2 separate regions of the Hordeum vulgare genome follow, and region 1 is linked to region 2. The links are chromatin contacts, called in public Hi-C maps. All regions are on one chromosome and are shown on one strand. Each heading gives the region's core, a stretch centred on a gene start, on an enhancer-like site or on the middle of the called end of the contact. The rest is flanking DNA. Distances are from core to core; before and after follow the strand shown.

Region 1 (4,073 bases), core at 744-3,243, 190 kb before region 2:
TTGTTTTTTCTACTTTTTTTTATTATTTTTGGTTCTTCTTCATTTATCTTTTTTTTTTTTTTTTTTTGCACGATGCACACATGCACAAACTGCAACCATTAGAACAACGCGTAACTGATGCCGGCCTGTTTTTTTATTTTCGTGTTATTTTTTGTTATATGTTTTACATATTCTTTTCGTATGTGCGTGAGTTACATGAGTCAAACCTGTACGAACCTGATTACATAGGTCGCAACACACACATAATTGCGTACAATAAAGAGCATGTGCAACTAGGTTTTTGTTTACGTCAATTCGCTTAAAAAGGTTTTCTTTTAAGTCATATTTATTTTATTCTGTTTTAGTATAATTTTAAAAATAGGAAATGATAACGAGAAGGAACTAACCAAAGGAAAAAATATTTTGAAAATTGTAATCGCATGAAAAGTTTACAAGACTACATTTTTATCCATCGGGGCAAAACAAAGCATGTATACAAACCCAATCGAGCTACATGTATACAGCAATTAATCGATAAAATAAAACCTTTTAAGCTGGACGTGAGCTCAAGTTTGGATAAAAAGGAACAAAAAACAGAACTAGTGAAAATTCTAAGGAAAAATATTCACTTCTTATATAGATGAAAAATTATTCATTTGTATTGTTGTAGTGGCCGTAGCGGCACACCAACAACCACTTAATTGGTGCAAGCCCATAAACGTTCCAAAAGACCCGTTACTCAGGTCCCCAAGCCCATAAGCAAATTGAAAAAATAAAACCAAGAACCAGCGCATTTGCCCAGTGAACAAGAAACAACTCTGATTGGGGCCTGCCAATGAAACGGGCTGCAACAAGAAAGGGTGATGTCAGCTGATGTTACGTAAATGAGATCAAATGATATCTCATCTAGATGAGTTTACTCCCCCTCAAAAAAATTTAGATGAGTTTACTTCCTACTCCCTCTGTTCCTAAATATAAGTCTTTATAGAGATTCCATTAATGGACTACATACGGATGTATATAGACATATTTTAGAGTAGATATTTACTCATTTTGCTTTGTATGTAGACGCGTAATGAATTTTTTTAGAAGACTTACTAATAACCTGACAGTGTAGGTTACATCTTGATGTTTAACACATAAACTTACTTGGCTTCATGGATCGGACAACATAGCAAGAGGAACCGCCCGGTTTACGGAATCTTATTTGTGTGTCTGCTGGCAAACCAACATCACGAGGGCATGGAAATTGTATTCGCCTGTCATGTACCATCTGATCTCATACGATCTTGTGTTGACAGTTTCTTATGAGGGAATATTTCGGTCTTAATTGTCGTGGAAGCAAGTCCGAGCCATCATCTTGTGTTGACATGTGCTCTGCGCACCTTGCAGTCTGTCTGGTAGAGAGCGAGGGACAGACAAGATCCTCCGTCAGGCCATCATCGTTGAGATACTCGTACGACGATATTTCAAGATGCAAGCCCGCAAAAATAAATAAAACAATCAAGATGCAGCTTGCGAGATGGCGACAGATATCCATGTACACTATTTCGGATTCGCTAGCTCATGGAATGTCCAAGCGTGCCCAACCAGCCGTGTTTTTTTCTCAGCCACTACTGCTCAACGGAAAATGAGACAAGACGGACGGCGCATGACCTTCGGCCTCACAATGTCATCGAGCAGTGTCATCTGGAGTTGCATCTTTCATGGCCACTAGATCAGACGCCTAATCAAGCACGATTGGAATGAGCCTCGGCCTCACAATGTCTTTGAGCAGTTCGGCAGGTGTCGCTCGGTTCAGGCACACACTCACTGTCGCCAGTAATTTTCAGAGCACGTGTCCGTCCGCGAACGGGTGTTGCAGATAGTTTTCCACATGCGCGATTCCCCTGGACCGGGACACGTTAAGCCGAACGCTACGTGCAAATCGTTGCTCGAACGACTCTGAACTGCAATGCGATGATAACCACAGGGAAATGTTGTGCTATGCCCGACGGATCTCTCTCTTTCTCCTGGCGATACGCTACGCCGAGGACGTGGATGCCGGGCGCAGGGCGCCCACGAAGAGGCCGTGACCTGGACAGGGCCGCGAGGACAACACGTTGGTGGCACCGCGGATCCGGCGGATCGGGCAGGCGCTAAAGCTGATGCCGACGGCCGGTGGCGTCGACGCCTGCCGAGATCGACCGCAGCGGAGGGTTCGATTATTCATTCTTATCCCCTGTAGCCCGGGACGCAAATGCGCATTGGCTCGCGCTGCGTGCATTGCTTTCGCTTCACTTGTTGGGGGAGGAAGAGAGGTGCACCGTCGGGTGGTGGAGGGCGACAAACGATGGATGATGGATCGCTAGGGTCGCCAGCCTCTGACCTACCACGATTGCTTTCAGGAATTCGTTCCTTTCGTGTCATGAGCGGAAGGCCTTCCGGTCCGGAGTAACATGGGCCCCTTCCCTGTCATGTTTATTTCACAATAGCTACTTGTAATTCACCTGGAAATCAAATTTAGGTCAATCGGTTTTGGTAGGAAAGAAGAAGCAGTTGCCGACTCGTTGGAGAAGGCCTTTGGGTCATCTTAGGGTGAAAGGCGACCCAACTATCTATCATAGGTGGCGGGCTACCGCTTATCTATCTTATGGGTGTTGGGGTGGGGTGCAGGTCACCGGAAAAATTGATACATGGCCAGCGGCAGCGGCACGGTGGCGGGCGAAGGTTGAGGGGACAGCCGGACAACGACGGTGAGGTTGACGCAGGAGCGCCACCCGTCAGGGGCGACGACAACATGCGGTTGTGTGTGTGGTGGCTCGACGGTTCAGAAATCGGATGATGTAGAGTGATCCATTTTCATAGGTTGAAAAAGCCCATCTACGATCCTCCATCCAACGGCTCATAAAGACTCGCATGACCCAAATTGAATTTTCAGTCACCAAACATCTAGCCAATCCCTATTTATTTCCGCTACAACGAAGTTGAGTACTATGGGCTCTAAGGGCGTCCACAACACTAACCCTCAAACTGTTAGACCGTGCGGTCTAAACTCCAGAAGCCATTCAACGTGATCCTGTATCGATCCGCTTGATGGTCCGATGCTCTTTTTCCCCGTAACGGGAGAAAAAGTTGGAGGGGTGGATTGTCGGCTTCCGGACCGCTGCCACACCCGCGCCTGATTGTCCTGGTCCACCCAAAATCATTCACCTGCTCACGCGCGTTCATCCCTTTCGACAACTACCCGCATTCATGTTGTTGTAGAGCGGCCACTCAACAATGATGTCGACCCGGAGCGAATGCGACCTCTCACTCGCGCCGACATTGAAGCGGCATGTCGGCCGAGAGAGTCGCCCCCAGTGTTCGTGCTTGTTCAGTGCCGGAGCGACGTTTGTCGTACGGTACTGTACGGATATCTACCACACGCATTTAATGCCCACCCATGTGTGCCACAATTAAGCAGGCTCGCTGACCGAGTAGCCAACTACGACACCGTGCATTGACGCACCCGGACGCTTGGTCTCACCGGAATCCGCTATTTAAAGGCGGCCACACCCGGCTAACTCCACGCCATAACATTTCCGCTCCACACCCTCCTCCTTTGTTCCACATCCGCCATGACCGCGAGCGGGAGTAATCTATGGGATAATCTTTCATCAAAGATGAGACACGAGGTGGACGCCATTGTAGCCGCCCTGCGGTCATGCCACGCACAGTGGATCGAGCAGGGCATGCCGCCTAGCTCACCTGAGGTCACCGACAACGATCACACGATGGCGACGGGCTCGGATGACGGCACCATGCCAGACCCTGCACAGTGCATGCCGGCCTGACCATATGGAGCAGGCCCGCGCGCACTATGACGCCACCATGGCGGAGGTGGAGCAGCATGTGCCAGCTTCTATGTCAGCGTTGGGGGCGCATGAGGACCAGTGGTACCATATGTTCCTCCTCTAGCAGCACCAACTCGTGGAAGGCCACATCTACAATGAGCGTGCAAGCGAGGATGCCATGGCCGCCATTTGTCGCAGCGAACACGAACTTTGTTGTGGAGCGGAGGGCGCTCTACGAGGTCACGCATGCTCAACATGCCATTCGTAATGAAGCGGCGG
Region 2 (4,092 bases), core at 1,559-4,058:
AACCAACACGGTGTGTAACCCTAATCTAGAACACCTTCAGCAACCCTTGAACTAGTTTGTAAAACAGAGTTCTACTCTTTCCATTTCTAAATATAAGTTTTTTATAAAGGTTTCATCACGCGATGGGCGCTGGCGAGCCGTTATAGGGCACGTCGAAAGCAGGTTGGCCCAACGCCGCAGTGTCCCCCGTGTACGATCATCGGCCAACGAGGTGATGTGCCATTATTCCCGGAAAATCCGGAATTATGACCTTTCAGTTGGTTTTTGGTTCCATTCAGCGCACGGACCAGGATTAATGACCCACTCACTGTGTTGTCCCTCGGCCAAAGCTAGTTATAGAAGTAGAGTACTAGTACTACTCCTCGGTGGCTTAACGAAAGCCAAGCCTAATCGTGTTGCCTTGTGTCACTTGCAAGCAAAACTAGCACACATCTGTCGCGCCATAAATGTGAAGTTAGGTTGCTGATGATGTTACCAACCGGAACACTCGTAATGTACAGCAGAGAAGAGCTGAAACCGCGGACCTAAGCAAAAGAACAGTAGCAGCAGTACCACAGTTACAGTACTACTGTACATGTTACATAAGCCGTATGCCAAAAGCTCTGAAACAAGGCAATAATGCTGACCTAATAATTAATCAAGGCGGTGCCGTCTGTACTGCTGCAAATGCTGTTGATGCCGATCCAGTCCTCGTCCATCTTTCGGTGCTCCCGAACGAACGAATGAGCGTGCGTGCGTGCGTGCGTGCGTGCGGTACGGGGCGCCTATGATCGATGGCCCCGGCCGTGCGTTACAGGTAGAGCCTATCTGCGCCACACCTGTCCAAAAGCTTTCCGAGCGACACCGAGCGCAATTTTTCTACCCGCCTGTCTGCAGATTGCGTACGCTCACGCACACTAGAATAAGAGGTGCGGTTTACCTGGACGCCTGGTCGCTGTACTACGTTGGTAGGCTGGCAGGCAGCTTGCTTCTACGTCTGAAATTTTGCTTTCCTTCGTCCCCTTGGCCTTTGCCTTAACGCAGATCCGAGCTCTCGTCGTCATCGGCTGCTGTCCCCCGCGTTGAAAATTTCCAGCTCTCGCGCTCGTGCACGTACGCTACGCACGCTCCCCGTCCGTCAGCCAGGTCAAGATGGCGTGCGATGCGTCGGTTCCCCTACTCTGTCCCTGTCCAGCTGCCAAAGAGTATAGACTAGTCATGCTCCTACTCCAACCGGAGGAATGTGATGAACCATTTCCTTCCGTTGAGAATGGAGGCCCCACGCGTGCGTTGGATTGAATTCTCGCCTCTCGGCCGTCTGGTTTTTCAAGCAGTCAACCAGTTGATTTAACTTTTAAGAGAAAATACAGTGCCGCTGCTTCCTCCTGTCTTTCTTACTTCGCATACAGCAATATTTTTACATTTTTTTTTCATATAGATATAGTCGACTTCGGACATATCTTCATGTGCCAGAGTAAAAATACATTGAGGCTACCAATTTACCGTTCCAGAACATTCCTCCACTGCCCTAGTGCATGGGTTTCAGTGTGAGCAGTTGTAGCAATAACAACGGTACTATAGTAGGAGTAGATCCAATCAAGGAAAGACTGCGGCTCTACTGTCGGAGCCAATATTTCCTGCCACTTGCCAGGATGCATATGGTTTCAGAACACGACCCAATTGCGCCAGGGTTGTTTCTCCTCAGATGATGTAAAATCCTACTGCTCCATACACGGGACGTTGATGAAGCCTTTCTAAATCCATACACTACTACTGCTGTAGTAATAAACAGCTGAACGAGCTGATGAGCAACACGGGAAAGAAAGAGAAGAAACAGAGGGCCCAATTTTTGCACCCGAAACGCCTAGATAATAACTGAACAAATTTAATTGGCAGAAAGATCCACAGCTCCGCAAAGTTGGAAGATGGAATCTAGCTATGCATAACAGGAATCTAATCTCCTAGCCCCTTTTGGGGGCAGTTACTTTACTCATTTCCCCTATTTACACGGTTGGGGCCAGGCAGCTCGCCGGCGTCCGGACGCGGAGACCAATTCAGTCTTGTAAAATTGCGCATTCTGGGCGGCGGCGGCAGATTGCCTGGACCGAATCGGGGGGGCTCACTCACTGGTAGCCGCCGAGGCCGGTGAGCAGCAGCTCGTGCGGCCGCAGCAGCGTCGGGGTGGTGGGCACCGAGGCGCCCAGGTAGAAGAAGTCGAAGTCGGAGGCGTCGGGCACGCCGGCGGCGGAGGCCCAGAGCGCGCCGGCCATGTCGTCGGGGATGAGCGGGGCGCGGCAGAGCGGGCAGGTGCGCTGGTCGTGCTCCATCCAGCGGTCCAGGCAGCCCCGGTGGAAGGCGTGGCGGCAGTTGGTGAGCCTGCGCACCTCGTCGCCGCCGCCGATGCCGCTGAGGCAGACGGCGCAGTCCCCGTCGACGCACGCGGCGGCGTCCAGCTCGTCGAACCGCACCACGGGCAGCACCTCCTCGATGACCATCGCCGTGACGGGGCGGAACTCGGGCCGGCGGTGGTGCTGCTGCAGCAGCAGCGCGTCCGCGGCGGCGTGGTCGGCGAGCCGCGCGTGGTCCTGCGCCAGGTGCTCGTCCCCGAGATCCAGCAGGTCGCCGAGGCCGACGGCGTCGAAGGCCCAGAGGAGGAAGCGGCGGAGGTAGCCGAGCAGGAGGAGGAGGTGGAGCAGCTGCTTGGGGAGCAGCAGCTCCGAGTAGCCGACCGGGAAGCCCATGCTTGTCGTCTGCCGAGGAGAAACGTCCGCGCGCGCCGCCTGCTGACGGATGTGGCCTGGTCTCGGCAGGGAGGGTGAGGGGCAAGTGTGAGGGGACGATGGTGGTGGTGGTGGTGGTGGCAGGCGTGGTGGGGAGGCCGAGACGAGGCGAGGACGGCTTATATAAAAGCCAAGGAGCGGGGCGGGGTGACGCGGAAAGAGCCGGGGCCGGGGTGGGGCGTGCGTCCGGTCGGGGTTGGGCGTGGTGCGTCGTGCGCGCGACCCTGACCCGATGACCGACTCCCAGTCCCGGCCAGCACCCTCGCGGGTCGGTGTGGCTCACTGACCGACTGGCAAACCCCGCCGCCGGGCCGGGTGTCACCGCGCGCGTGGTCCGCTCGCCTGCTGACCCCCACAAACTTGGTGTGCCCTCAACGGTCGGTGCACTGCACGTTGGCAACGGAAACGGGCGGGTGTACGGGTGCGTGCACTGCACCCTTCTTCCTGACCCCGGTGCATGTACCCGTACCGTAGATACACACGTTCATCCTTGGTGCCCTCCGTCTAATTGCACGGTGTGCGTAGTAGAAATCATGTGTATTTCAAAATTAATAGTACATGTATACATGCAATGTCTGTTGATAGTAGGCAATATACTCTCTCTCCGTTCCTAAATATAAGGGTTCTATCGTTTGGACACTGAATACACGTGTAAAATGATACACACCTCGTTTTTCTTCCAGGCAACAGTTACACTGTGGCCGGTATTATACAAGTGTAACTAAATCCGGAGGTATAATCTTACACGCATTCCAAGCACGCCCTAAGCCTCTTTAGAAGTTTCAGTAAGAAACTATATACGGATAAATATAGACATATTTTAGAGTATAAGTTCATTTATTTTTACTTCATATGTAGACCCTAATAAAATCTTTTAAAAGACTTATATTTAAGAACGGATGGAGTATATATTAGGGGTATGATACTATTTGTGCTTTAATTATGTGATTAAAACTGGTGCTTATATTTGGGTATGATATTAATTATCTGCTAAACATTACTAGTAATACGCACATGCAACCCACGTTGATATTGGTCAGTACTTCATTTGTTTCTAAATATATATTTTTTAGAGATTTTAATAGAAGGCTATATATGAATGCATATAGACATATTTTTGAGTGTAGATTCACTCATTTTGTTTTGTATATAGTCAATTAATGAAATCTCTAGAAAGACTTATATTTACGAACAGAGAGAGTATATTAGTTACAAACACACCTTTGGTTGGATACTATTTGTGCTTTAGTTATATGATTAACGCCTGCATTTATATTTGAGCTAATTACATCCAGGATACAATACCTTGCTCAAAATTAACAAATTCATACAT

The links. Hi-C and Micro-C count contacts between places; a contact is called where the count stands out from the background.
Region 1: a contact with region 2 is called in a Hi-C map of leaf, with 5 times the contacts expected there. The contact joins the enhancer-like site here to the promoter of LOC123430620 in region 2. A contact is called at or near these places in 2 of 6 Hi-C or Micro-C datasets (leaf and seedling).

What each region holds. Positions count from the first base shown.
Region 1 is chr2H:581,794,906-581,798,978 of MorexV3_pseudomolecules_assembly, reverse strand. No RefSeq gene overlaps it. Among protein-coding and RNA genes, the nearest start is that of LOC123430620, 190 kb to the right of the region's middle. Within about 2 kb of position 1,993, at least 1 of the 3 cell types and tissues checked has open chromatin away from gene starts, as enhancers often do. A contact at or near this core is called in leaf, where this site is marked.
Region 2 is chr2H:581,601,669-581,605,760 of MorexV3_pseudomolecules_assembly, reverse strand. It overlaps LOC123430620 (brassinosteroid-responsive RING protein 1-like), which reads right to left and starts at 2,808. Exons shown (of 1, transcript XM_045114472.1): 1 at 1,849-2,808. The coding sequence starts at 2,720. The coding sequence ends at 2,103.